Linked DNA regions of Mus musculus: region 1 is linked to region 2. Evidence: chromatin contacts called from public HiCAR-type data. All regions are on one chromosome and are shown on one strand. Each heading gives the region's core, a stretch centred on a gene start, on an enhancer-like site or on the middle of the called end of the contact. The rest is flanking DNA. Distances are from core to core; before and after follow the strand shown.

The links. HiCAR-type assays count read pairs that join an accessible place to other places.
Region 1: a HiCAR-type map of astrocytes shows a contact between it and region 2, with 3 times the contacts expected there. The contact joins two enhancer-like sites. A contact is called at or near these places in 2 of 484 Hi-C or Micro-C datasets (cortical neurons and ventricular fibroblasts) and 1 of 115 datasets of contacts at active chromatin or transcription factors (astrocytes).

What each region holds. Positions count from the first base shown.
Region 1 is chr2:21,916,755-21,923,470 of GRCm38.p6, reverse strand. It overlaps Gm39767 (a long non-coding RNA gene), which reads left to right. Exons shown (of 6, transcript XR_866004.1): 4 at 4,397-4,510. Among named protein-coding and RNA genes, the nearest start is that of Gm39767, 44 kb to the left of the region's middle. Within about 2 kb of position 5,065, at least 113 of the 459 cell types and tissues checked have an H3K27ac peak or open chromatin away from gene starts, as enhancers often do. A contact at or near this core is called in astrocytes, where this site is marked.
Region 2 is chr2:20,807,640-20,814,565 of GRCm38.p6, reverse strand. It overlaps Etl4 (enhancer trap locus 4), which reads right to left. Exons shown (of 22, transcript NM_001081006.1): 21 at 6,542-6,664; 22 at 4,031-5,856. The coding sequence ends at 5,356. Among named protein-coding and RNA genes, the nearest start is that of Arhgap21, 160 kb to the left of the region's middle. Within about 2 kb of position 2,890, at least 6 of the 459 cell types and tissues checked have an H3K27ac peak or open chromatin away from gene starts, as enhancers often do. A contact at or near this core is called in astrocytes, where this site is marked.

The sequences.
Region 1 (6,716 bases), core at 3,816-6,315, 1.1 Mb before region 2:
ATACTAATTTTTAAAATCCACCAGTTGGCAGTGTGATGAGTGAATGCACATTACCCATCAAATTTATATATTGAGTTCTCAATCTTGACTGCTTCAGAAAGTAACTTAATTTGAAAACAGGTTTGTCCTGTTAGGTTCCCCCCTCCTCAACTTGACACATGCTAGAGTTATCGGAAAATCTCACCTAGGAAATTATCTCTGTGGGGCAATGGGCTATGCAAAGACAATCTGGTCTCCAGTCGAGCTGAGGTGTGGAACCCTGGTACCCGATGGTGATAATACCCGCCTACATGGGACAGAACGAGTTCCCTCATGTCTACTGGATTCAAGGCTCCTGTCAAAGTTACCGCCCTCCACAGCCCCCACAGGAGAAGCTGTGGCTCGTAGTCACATAGACTTCAGACCTTCAGGCTAGACTCCTCCCAGTTACCTAGCAACACCAAGATAACAGCCCACCATAAGAGGGGCTGTTTGGCCCCACCTCACTCTCTCCTCGTTTTCTCTTACTCTCTCTCCCTCTCACTCTCTTTTTCTTACTCTCTAGCCTTTCTTCTCTCTCTCTTTTTCCCCCTTCTTTCTTCTTGGCCATGGTTCCATTCCTACAGATTTTAACTCCAGCTCCCAGCAGAGGTGCCTACTAACTATTCTGGACTGGTAATAGTAAATAAGCAGAAACTAAAAGATAATGTGTATGCTACACATACACACAGAGAGACATACACACAGCTGTGCATGCACTTACACACACACAGACACAGACACACAGGAGCCCACACACATACATAAATGTGAACACACAGACACAGATACACACATGCGTATGCCCAGACACACACACACACACACACACACACACACACACACACACACACGCACACCACACACAAACACATACACACACAAATATAGGTGATCAGTAATTAGCCTTAGCTAACATATTTTACAGTAGAAGTAATTGTTGTAAGATATTTTAAAAATCATTTACTGAAGTCTGGACCTGGGCCTGGGGTCTTGAGCTCTTAGTATTATTATCTGATTGATCTTCCACATATAATTAATTATAATTAATATGTAGATGATAGTTGTTAATGAAACAGGTTATTGATTCTCTCAGGCTACTTATTTTTACAGTAGTCAGAATCTTCTGGAAGCTGAGCTTCATCCATTGTATTATATTAATTATAAGAGCTGTAGAAGATGTGACAGAATTTGGAATGCATGACTATGGGGCCCTTCAGTGCTCTGAGCACTGGGGTATTCTTAAGGGACCATATGTGCTACTCTCTGAAATTAGGGCACAGCCCTAATATGTGGGAGGTGTGACAATGGCTCTGATATGATGTCTATATCTTAATTCTAGAGCCTGTGGAAACTTATTTTTCGTGGTAAAGGGAATTTTGCAGAGTGAGTTAGTATAAGGAACTTGAGAGGGATTCAGTCCTGGTCATTTGGGTAGGGCTAGTATGGTCAGAAGCATCCCTATAAGAGGAAGAGAGGGGCAGAAGTGCTAGTGTGAGAAGATGTGACAGGTGACGGAGGCAGTGAATAGAATGATGAGACTGTGAACCAATGAATACAGCCAGCTAGGTGGCCTCAACATCTTCCCCAGTGACTCCAGAAGGAATTCAGTGCTATGAACAATTTGACTCAACCCCATAAAGAAATGTAAGACAAACTTGTATCATTTTATATGATTCTGTAACCGATACCTATATCTCAAATTGTGGACTTCTAAACTCAGAGTTAGGCCAGAGCCCAAAACCTCAGGCATCCTCTGCAATCAGCCGTGGACCCTGAGCCCACTTAGCCTAACTCATGTGCTCTGCAAGGGGCTTTTACTTTCCATTTGGGGAATGAGTGTAAGGAGCATGAGATTAATGTGATCTAATTGTCTGATCTTTCATGTCATCTAATTAATCAAACCAGAGCAGACTGGCCTGTGATCTACTTGATCTGATTATGAGACTTAATTGATTGATTAATTTAGAAAACTAATTCATAATGATCCACTAATGGCTTCCACAGTGCACAAATGAATTGCCTCATTAGGAAAATATTTTCTAAGCCTTTTCCTTTTCTTTCCTCTTTCAAAACTTTGGGTTGGAAGTTTAGAAAAAGACAGCCAGAAATCTTGCTGTTTTGATTTTGGGTACTGGAGAATGGAAAGTAACCTTTCAACTTAGTGTTGGGAAGATGCAGTCAGGAGAGGAAAGACGATCGAGTTCCCACTGGTTAGCAGCGGAGCAAACAGCTGAGTCAGGATGACCAGGCCCGAGCTCTGTGAGTTCTGAAGATTCCTATTTGAAGTGTCTCCTGGGATAGAAGTGTATAAGCATTGTGTGCATGAGTTGATGGGCTGTGCATATGCAGCAAGCATTCTGCCTGAAGTGGCCTGACACATAGGGGTCTGCCTAAGTAAGTGCTGTAAGACCATGACTGCCTGTTCTGGGATGCTTATCCTATCCTGGGACACCAGTTGCTGACCTCTGAGCATGTGGCTGAAGATGACTCAGTGTCTGATGCAGAGAATGCAGGCAGCACATGCTAATGAGGTGGTAGTAATGGTGCTGGTCCCATAAGTCAATGAAGCAAAGGCTTCCTGACTGATGTCATGTGGTTCACTGACAGCCCTTTCTTCTCCCTTTTCTTTTCTCTTTCTTTGTTATCATTTTCTTTCACTATTTCCTTATCTCTTTCAAGAAAATTGTTAACTTTCAAAGTATTTCAGGTTTAGGTGTTGGGGTGATGGGGCAGACCTGTAATTCTAGTACTTGGAAAGCTAAGGAAGGAGGATCCTGAGTTCTAGGCCAGACTGGGTCTAGAGTGAGACTGTCACAAACAAACAAACAAACAAACAAAAATGTATTTTAGATTTAAAATATGCCAAGTACCCATGATCCTCAGAGGATCTTTACAATAAAGGGTTTTCAACAAAGTTTTCTTGGAGTTAGTCACAAGGCTAGACTGTCTGAAATGAAACTTTGCAAAGGCCTTCCTAGATTGTTCTTGGTGTATAAATGGAATTTCAGGAAATTCTATTCCCTAATGTAACCTTCCTTAAATGTATCTGTGATGTAAGAGTATCAGCCATCACAATATGTAGGCCCTGGCTTCCAATGGCATACCACCATGATGCTGCCCAATTGCTTCAATCCAGTTCATCAGAGACATAGTTATCTCACCTATTTCTAGAATGACCAGCTTTCCAGAAGTCTCTCCCTGGTGTCTGTAGGCCAGCCTGGCTGCCCAGGTTATGGCTTTCTCAGTACAGTCTTCACAGACCTTACAGAATTAAAAAGATTCAAGGATCACAGCATCTTTGTAAAACCCTAGTCCATGTGTCTGCATGACTCTTTTTAGAATCTATCTGCAATAGATAAATGGTACTGGTTTGGTCAGCAACTCAGTCACTGAGATAAGTAATTGCTGTAGATATAGAGAAAGCTGTACTGGAAATGTGAATGATTTGTATTCAGTAGTGATTATAACTAGTTTACCAAGCATTTTCTTTTCACTATGTTCAAAACCTTTACAAGTAAAGCCAGACCCCAGTGTCTATGTGCTCTGCATCTATGAATCTACTCAAATATTAAACAAAATTTAAATAAAATTGCATTTCTAGTTTGTATGTGCAGATTTCTTATCACTATTCCCTAAACAATATTGTAGTGTATCTACTTATGTGGCATTTCCATTATATTGACTATTATAAGCAGTTGTGGAGGTGATTTAAAGCCTGTGTGTAAATGTTCACATCTTATATTCAAATACAATGCCATCTATGTAAGGTACTTGGGCACCCATGCATTTGCATATCATAGGAGGATCATGGGAGAATCTCTCACAGATAACGAGGGACACTGTATCAACTTACATGATGAGGAAACTGAAACTTGAGGGTTGGTGACCTGCCTCCTGCTTCTTAGAGATGTGAGTGATAAGCCTGGAATTAAGTACACAACCAGAGAGATCCTAAGAACACATACTCCCAACAGTCCAAAACATGGAAACCCACACAAATGACTCTATTAGATACCTATTTCTGTTTAACTGAGACTCCCGGAATGTGCTGGCTTGAGATGACAATTTATTTTCTGTGGATTGAGGTTCCAGCTGTAGCTCAGCCGGAGCCTCTGGCTTTTGTTCCCTCATTAGAGAGAAGTGAAGCCACCAGCAGAAAAACTGGGTCATCCTGAGGCAAAACTGGGATCAGAGCCTCTCTTCAATTCTTGTCATGTGGGTACTATCATAGCTGCCTGACTGTCCTCATGGAGTGGCAGTCAGGGATTCTAGTGACAGGGTATTGGGAGACACAAAATTTAAAACCCACTTTTTAGTTGCACCTCATTGTAAAAGTGGCATCCCATCATTGTTGCTGTATTTTTGTCTTCTGAAGCAAACTGGTGAGGCCAGGCTGTGTTGAAGGAAGAGGGGGATTCACTGAGAGTGCCGAAGAGGCTGCCTGTCTCAGAACGTTTGGAAATTGGAAAAATCAAAATGTGCAACAGAGGTAAGCTTCAAGTCTAAATTGTCAGAGCCATTTCCCCCACATTTACCTGTGGAAATGCTTGTTTTGTTTCATGAATGAAAATAAGCTTAAGTTTACACCTTTATTAAAACCTAGAGAAAGAACTGCCTTTGCTCGGGTGTCTTTAAATGCCCCTACTGTGTTGGGGAATTGCTCCACTAGTTGTGACAAGGACCCCTTCTTCCTGAAGATGAAGCAATAACAAAGGGCATTGCTCTCTCTCTCTAGTCTCTCCCAAGCGGTCCATCTTTCTGGCAGCTGCTGCCCCTTACAGTTCAGCAGCCCCTCACGCCCCTGCCATTTTCCACAGTGCAACACTGAAGCTAGGTCAGGCTGCTCTTTCATTAAAATTCCCCACAAATACAGCACTGTCGATTCCAAAACGGTTTTCCAGGCCTGGTCAGTCAGTAAGAAAGCCCGAAGAGCCTTGGAGGTTGCCATGGCAACCGCCAACCCAGAAAGGCAAGGAGGACAAGCAGGCTAAATTGGCTGCCTGGGGAAGCGGGCGGGGGTGTCCAGTTTTGGAGCCAGGAGCCAGACTGGGATGCTTCCTGCATACAGAATAGCCTGGAGGAACAGGGAAGTGGGTGTCTTTGAAAGCAGGTCAGAGGGGGAAGCCAGAAGGGACCAGTGTCTGCAGCTAGTCCATGCGTTCCCAGGGTATTAGAATCAGGGCTGGCTCTCTGTGCTCCAACCTCCGCCACCCCACCTCAACCGCCATATCTTCGGCATGTGCCATTCATGTAACACCTCATATAAGCAATTCCTCCCAACAAGGACACGAAACAGGAGATGGTGTAAGTGGCATGCACTCCGCTTTCCTCTGAGAAGAGAAGAGCGGTGTTTTCTAGAGTCCACTGCTCCACTGTCTTGCGCTTTCTCTCTTTGCCGCTCCCTCCACTCTTCCATCCCTCACCCTCCCACCCCTCCTCACCCCCTGCCTTTGCTCTTTCTCCATTTAATGTAATCTAAATAATTTTTCTTTCTTAAAAGATGTCTGCTGCCACCTGCTGGAAAATCTTATTCTTTGCAGATAAAATTGCAAACAACTGAGCTGAGAAAACAAGATACTGTAGAAAGTACCTACAGCATTTTGCTCCAACTCATTAGCTACTAAATACAAGGTTATTTGTTGTGTTCTGTTTCCACTCCTAGGCCCTCAGTGTTTTGGTGATGTCTTCAGACCTCCTGGAGATAGAGAGATCCTAAAATCCATGCGTCGGGTCGGTGGGCGGGTGGGGGGGGGGGGAAGATGCAGATGCCTCCTTGTCTTTCAGAATCTCCCAAATTGACTGAACATTACTCTTGCGTCCTCACGTTCTAACAGCCTCTCCCCCATCTCCTTCATCCACATTTTGTTCTGTCAAGGAAGGTCATTACAACCCACATTTATTTTATAAAGAATGCCAATTTGTTTCGCCTCTTGTTGGAATAGAGTCTTTTTACAGTCACTTAAAAATAGAAATCCAATATTATAATTTTGATATGCCAACTTCACAACCTAATCACTACATTTAGAACTAAAAGTTCCTCCAACTGTCACCTAAGGAAAAGGTCACCATACAAAGTGGCAAATTTCAAAAGAAAAATAGCCCACTACCGAACAGTTTTTATGTGCATACAAACCTCAGGTCATGTATTGTACACGACACCAAACTCCGATAGCTTTGAATGGTTTATTTCACATGAATTTCCTTCGCCTAATAAAACAGGTATTCCTTGCTAGCTGAGGGGGGTAGAGGGGGGTGGGAATTGGGGGAGTAAGAATGAGGGGGTAGAGGGGAAGGACAGCTTTTAACGCTGCAGCATGATGATTTAGATTTAGCCTTGTTCACCCACAATCTTTGCTCCAAGAACTATCTGGGTGCTTGCTGAGATCCATGACAGAGCCATGTTATCCTAGAACATGGTCTAGTTCAGTACTACGGTGAGAACAGTCCAAGAAATCCACAGATCCAGGGAGGATGAGGAAGTTCAAGATGAGATTTTTTTTTGTGTGAGTATTGGATGCTGCAAGAATTCCAGATTTTTTTTTTTCTCTTGCTTGGATCTGTTCCTTTGGATTCGATCAGTTGGTTGCTCACCAATAACTGGGACTCCTTAGAGACGCCTATGGTAGAGTACCAAGTGTCCTTCAAATCCAGCCCCCAGCAATATTTCCCAGAGGTGAAGCTTTGTGACCTTCAGG
Region 2 (6,926 bases), core at 1,641-4,140:
GCCCATGTAGGAATTGTGCTTCGAGGAATTCCACCTTGCAGCTGACCTCTGACCCTTAGGATTTCATTGTCAAACACTCAGCCCTTAATTAAAGTGTTGCCCTGTGCCTGAGGGCCTAAAAGGCTTGGAGGGAACATTAATTTTCAGTTTTACTTTAGCTTATTCCTCCCCGATAGGGATGATAGAAGGCAGTGATTATTCTACAGCAGTGACCCTGAGTGAAGACATGTGTCACCTGCCCCACACTTTCATTCATTGTCCTGGATGCATAAGCTGGTCAGTTAAGCACTAACTATAGCAACAACTGCAGTGAAAGAAGTTGGCAATAAGTAAGTAATAAGTAATAATAAGTAAGGTGCTCGTAGTTCCAGCCATGAGCACTAGGGGCAGCACATAAGCAATCTTTTCCTAAAGTGCAGACTCTAGGCACACTGTGAATAAGGAAACACGCAAGCCACCCACCCAGTCAGCAGAGCATCATGGTGCTGAAGTATTTGCAGTAGGTCCTGCTCTTGGCTCCTCTTCTGTCTGTTGTATATATACTTCATATCTGTTCTTTTAATGGTATGGAAGAGAACTGCTTCTAGCACTTCCTGGAAGAAGCCTGAACTTCCTAAAGGGGGCAGCACGTGAGTCAAGGTCAAGAGGAATCACTAGGAATCGGGTGAGAATCCAGATGGGGGAACATCCTAGGTAGAGGAAGCTACTTGTTGCTTGGGCTTGTCTTAGGAGAGTGGTTGGCACTGTGGGCAAGCAGAAGCCAGACTGCACCCTTGGCAGGAATGCCTAACTTGCATTGGAAGTGTCTCCTTTGAGTCATTTTAGACAAAAAGGGAAGTTCCTCTCTCTTTGGAATGTCAGTGGCAGGACACTGGGTTTTTTGTTTTGTGTTGTTTTTAAGATTTGTTTTATTTATTATGTATATAGCATTCTGTCTGCATCTATGCCTACAGGCCAGAAGAGTGCACCAGATCTCATTATGGATATGAGTCACTATGTGGTTGCTGGGAATTAAACTTGGGACCCCTGGAAGAGCAGCTAATGCTTTTAACCTATGAGCCATCTCTCCAAACCCAAGGCAGGACATTCTTTATCCAGTATGGCATTGCAGACCTGGTGAGACCCTTCTATTATGGTCCTATTCAGTTGTGAGGACAAAAGAAGTCTGTTTGTAGCTGTTGCAAACGATTTATTTGCTCTGGAACCCTGTCCCCGCTGCCTCTCTTTCCAGAAGAGGGAATACTTTCCTGTAGTGTGGCTTCCTCAAGATGACACCAGGTACACACATGGATTTTTCAAGAAGAGGACTTGCCTGGAGAGGGGACTAGCATCATGAAGAAGGATGCTGGAGCCCCAAGACTAGCATAAGTATTTATATGAATGGCTGGAAATACAGAGAGGAGGACAGGCGGCCATGAAAGGAAACTGGGCTATAAAGGTACACATTGCTTCTTCATAGTGCTAAGAAAGAATCCAGATCTGATCCACCTGTCATGGTCAATCAAACACACAGTCTCTTGAAGACAGTACTGGATGATGCTTTAAAGGCTGGCTCAAAGCAAAACAAGCCCAAACAAGAATAATCAACTAAGTAGATGGTTCTCCTGGTAAATATACAGTGTCCTTGGGAGAAGATGGCCTGTCCTGCGATTGCCACCACTGGCCCATTAGCATCCATCTGTCCTGTAGGGACTGGCTGCCACTGCTGTGTGCCACTATAAAAAGGACTTCTTTTCTGGGTGGGCTTCTGTTATCTTTAACCCAGAACTATCACTTGGAATGGCTTTAAATGAAACCAAAGATAGTGACTAAAGGAAATGACACTACAGTGGCTTCCATCTTCACAGGTCCGGTGAACATGGCTAAGGGGGCCAGGGATAGGGGCCTAGTGTGCAGACAGAAAGGAAGTGAAGGAAAATGGGAGCTGGGATGAAGCCACCAGCCCAGACTTCAATGCGCCCAGCCTGCATTAGGTGATGTTAGAGACAAAGGGACTGATGGAAGAGCGGACCCTTTGTCAGGCAAGGGGCAGATCAAGGATTTGGGTTTTGGCCTTGTGCCACTTTTAAGCTGATGATCAGAGGAACTGCATGTCATCTCCTCACAGGAGCCAAACAACTGCAGCAGAGGCAGGCTTTCCCTGCTCTCTCCCCACCTCCTGTACCCTCATCTTCAGGAGCCCCTTCCCAGCAGGGTTAGGATGTGCTTTTCATATTTGTACCAAGTTAAATAGAAACAGGGAGGCACCATTCAGGCCACACCATTATGATGCCACTCAACACGCAGTGTAGTCTTTGCATCCCAACATATTTGAAACGTCTCAGTTAACTATTGGGGACAATCTGGAAACCAAGGAGGACCCAGGCTTGTGCCTTCATAAGACAAGATCTAAATTCCACCTGCAAAAACACCTGAATGCTATGAACTAGAATCCCAAAGGAGATACCAGGTGTAGCAAAACCCAAGCCCAATTCTAAAGGCACCAGGAGGACAATAATAAGTAAGGCGCTTATAAATTCTAACATTATGAAGATGCACAGGACATAGTGGCACACAAGTGCGATCAGAGCCTGAGCCAGATAGGAGTCCCTGCTTTTGAATGAATGAATGAATGAATAGGTGACATAATTTTCTTGAGAATCTGGGGGTGAGGTGGGCACAATTACCCCAAATGATGGCTGAGCCAAGTCCTTTCTGTGGGAACTAACTGGCCTTTGTTGCAGCAATGACCTCTGTATTTGCCTCTGGCTTTTCTAGAGGGAGAAGCTGCTTTCTGGCCTTGTCCCTTTAAGAAGGACCTGGGAGTTTGGAGAAATGCCTCTTCCGCATTCCTTCTGAGCACCAGATCCTTGCCAAGCCCAGCTGCCAACATTCTGCAGCCCCGTGGGAGGGCAATGCACTCAACGTTGTAGAGCGGCTGCCATCTTGCACAGGGCTTTCTTGGGCTCTGCTACTTGTTTCTTCCTGTCATCATAGCCCGGCAGTGGTGCTGGTGGGAGACACTGCCCTAGCTCCAGCTCACTCTTTCTCAGCGTCCACCTTCACTCTCACCGCTTCGGAGAGGCTGGACTTCCTTACTAATAACGTTCTCTGCCAGGCACAAGGGACAAGAGTATACAAGAGTCTAGGTGTAGCGAAGGACGGCTCAATGTGGAGCAGGACTGCCACACAGGGGACCTTGGAAGATCTGTGGAGAGGGTTTTCTTGTATAGCAATGAGGGCAATGTAGTGGACCAGGAATGCCAGAAGCCTGCTTTTAAGGATTGTCCCTGCCTGGAAAACCATGGCACCATTCACTGGAAATTTATGAAAATAAAATCTGTTCAACTACCAGACATCAGAGGCCAAATCTACCTCACCTTTAAGCAGTCTAGTCTTCAGTGAAGCCACGAAGAATGCTCTTTTTTTGAAGCTTTATATCAGTGGTTTTCAGTCTTCCGAATGCTGTGACCCTTTAATACTGTCCCTCGTGTTGTGGTGACCCCAACCATAACATTATATTCACTGCTACTTCATAACTGTAATTTTGTTACTGTTATGAATTGTAATGTAAATACCTGCTATGCAGGAAATCTAATATGTGACCCCTGTGAAAGGGTTTTTTTCTCCCCTTCCAAGGCATTGTGGTCCACAGGTTGAGAAGCTCTGTTTTAAACAGTGGTCCACCCTTTGCAAAAAGTCCTAACACATGACATTCACAATCTTGGAGTCTGAGCCCTGGTCTGAATGTATTTTCATTTGTGGCTGAGTGTTGCTGATAATGTCTGCCTGTGACAGACATCCAAGTCAAATACATAAAATAGTAATTTAAAAAATTAAAAATTGGGAACTGAAAAAAAAACCTTAACCCACTGATAAATACACTTTTTTATTTTATTTTTTACTTTTAATAGAAACTAAAAACAAAAACAAAACCAAGCAAGCAGCAAAGCTGCTGCAATGGATGAGTGTGCAAACCTGTGTGCAGGGTTCTCTGTTAGCCACGCCCCCTCCCCCATGCCCTAGAGAAGAGTCAGGCAGGAAAGGAAGTCCAGACGGCCACATGGTTGATGAGTTTATTAGGAATTCATCCTTCCCTTTCGAGGAAGCAACACTGTATGAGTGGATGTGATTACACGTTGCTTAGAATGCCCTCAGAGCTGAAACCCTGTGGCAATAGTTACATATTCGTTGACTGAAAGACGTTATAGTGACAAGGTACAAAAAAAAAATAATAAGCATGCAGCCCTTTATTTAGTTTTGCCAAGTCTCTGCTTATAGCTCCATATGTTACATGGCTGTGTTATACAAATACAGTTATCTACAAAACCACCCTAACTGTGCAAACTTGTTGCTTTTTAAAAATGTATGGATAGTCCCATTTCTGCCCATCCCAATATAGACTCTTAAGCATGCATACAAATTAACTTTGGTGTGGGAAAACTACTCTATGTGCTGTCACAGATAGTATTTTGATGTTTATTTATATTTGTATATTTACAAAAGTTCCTCAGTGTACAGAACCATACAGAAGTGTACATTTTAAAATCCACAATGCAATGGTATGAATTACCAGGTCTAAGAAAACATAAAAGGGGGTCAGACAGTGCAAAGAAAACAGCTACAGAATACTCAGATGTTTTGTCTTTAAAAAAAAAAAAGGAAGAAGAAAATGAAAAGAAAACAAAGAAAAAAATGAGCTGGCTTGCGCTAGCGAATTATCATACAAACTTTTGCTGGCAGTGCAGGAGTTTTGCTGAATTTCTTTCTACGACTGTAGAAGCTCATTGGCTTAAAGGCTAGCACGCTACTTTCAAATGTACAATGCTGTAGTATCAAAATGTTTTGGCAAAAAAGATTTTGAAAGGAACCATGAAGTTTTGACAAAAATAGAAATCTGTAATAAAGCTAAATAACACTAAAATAAAAGAAAATATCATAATATATGCTTTACAATTTATATAGTCACGCTTGCGTATTTATTTCTCTGTTTGCCTCTAGTCTCTGTAATGAAAAATATTTTTATACAAAACATACTAAAATTCTGGAATCATACATGTTTTACATGCATAGTACAGTCAGCTTGTCTCACACATGTCTTCACTCTCATCATACTCTCTCTTTTTATAGCACATGCTTTCTTCATGTAATAGGTATCGAATCTAGACAGTAAACACTATGCAATTACAACAGCAACAGAGTGGAAAAAAAACAAGCTTTACTGCAGCTACCAACTCAGTACTTAGCACATACTCTGCATGAAGCCTTGAACGATACAGCAATATGATACATTCTCTTATGAAAACACTTGTTCCAGATTGCTGAAAATTAAAAACAAGGATGCAATTCCACCTTGTGCCTAATAGGATCTGGCCTTTAAGACGTTTCTTTTGCTGTGGATGGGGTGGCTTTGCTTGAACTTCCATTCTGTGCTTTGTAGCTGGCGAGGCTAGGAGTATGGATGGTCCTGATGCCCCTGGCACCTTGATTCAGGGAGGTGGGGGAGGCAGGGGAAGGAGGGGATGAGGAGGAAGAGGTAGTAGGGGCAGCTCGGCCATTTTGAGTCTGCAGTGCGAACGAAAGGTGATGATGGCCTTTACCTGCGTGAGGTGGGCTCTGAAACTTTAAGGAGCCATTAGAGACAGAAGGGATGAGGGAAGCGGAGTGAGCGGACCGTCCTGCTTGGGGGCTGAGAGGGGTAGAAGCAATCGATGGTTTAGTAGCAGGTGCATTGGGGAGGTTAGAGCTGTCCCCACTAGCGGAAGGCAGAGAACTGCTTTTCCCAGAGCTGGGAGAAAGGGCTGGAATCTTAGAAGCAGGTAAGGAGGGGGAAGTAGGCTTACAGTCCCCACCAGCTTTCTTAGCACTTCCATTAGCCTGCAAACAAAGATGGTGGGAGACACTCTGTCAGAAAGCCAGCAACACGATCAACCCATAGGAGCTGGCAACACAGCCCTTCTGAGCATCATTTAGTAAAAGAAAAACAACGTTCAGTTGGAGGCCTGAGCTAAGTTTTATCTGGACTGGGCTGAAACCACCCCGTGCACATAGCAATGGAGGTTCAGAAACGACAGAAAGGAAGATGGCACATCATCATTCCACAGCCCACCCCACTGCCAGCCGGCCATGCATGGGGATTGTCACAAGGGTGGGGAGTGTGAGTGTGGGAGAGTTAATGTGACCGAATGCAATGCAGTCAACACAGATGTTAGTAGCGACGACTTAAGAGTAGTCATCAGCGACAGATTGGTTTGTCTCTTGTTTCCCAAGAGGATTTGATGACACACTACATTCACCACAGAAGCCGCCACTGGTCTGGCACCGTGTGTTAACAGTTAAAATCTGAAGTCACAAAGTAAAAGATGTTTTATTGTAAGCATGCAAGAGGGTGGTGAGAAGTTTAATACAGGATCTTTTAGACTTTTTCCATGCCCCTAGATCCAGGATGTTTACATAAACAATCTCTCGCAAAGAAAACACAGTATTTGGTAGAAACTAAGTCAACGACTGGCTTCTTAACTGCAATAATGTCCATCCAAAATTGGGTTTAAGGTAAAACTACCTGACGGTATTGGCGGGGATCCTGTAGTTTGGACTGCTTGCTGGCCTTATCCAGGCTTCCGGGTCTGTTCTTGGAAGTCATGGGGACTGGCATCCGGCTTGTCTGTGGGGTGGTGCTGGAGCCCTGTGGGAGAACCAGTGAGAGGGGAGACAGAGAGAAGAAGGTAAGTGAATTGGGTTTGAGACCGCCCTACTGTGTGCAGAGAAGGTCAAGTGAGAAGCTAGTGCCCTACATGCAGGATAGACCCAGGAAACACCAACTGGGTTAATCAGAGGAATCAAACAGAATCAACAGCTCACTACTGATCAATTGGATTTTAATGTGAGTACCAACAGAATATGACTGACCCAGCTTTTTTATACTGACCCAACACCAATCAGCAACA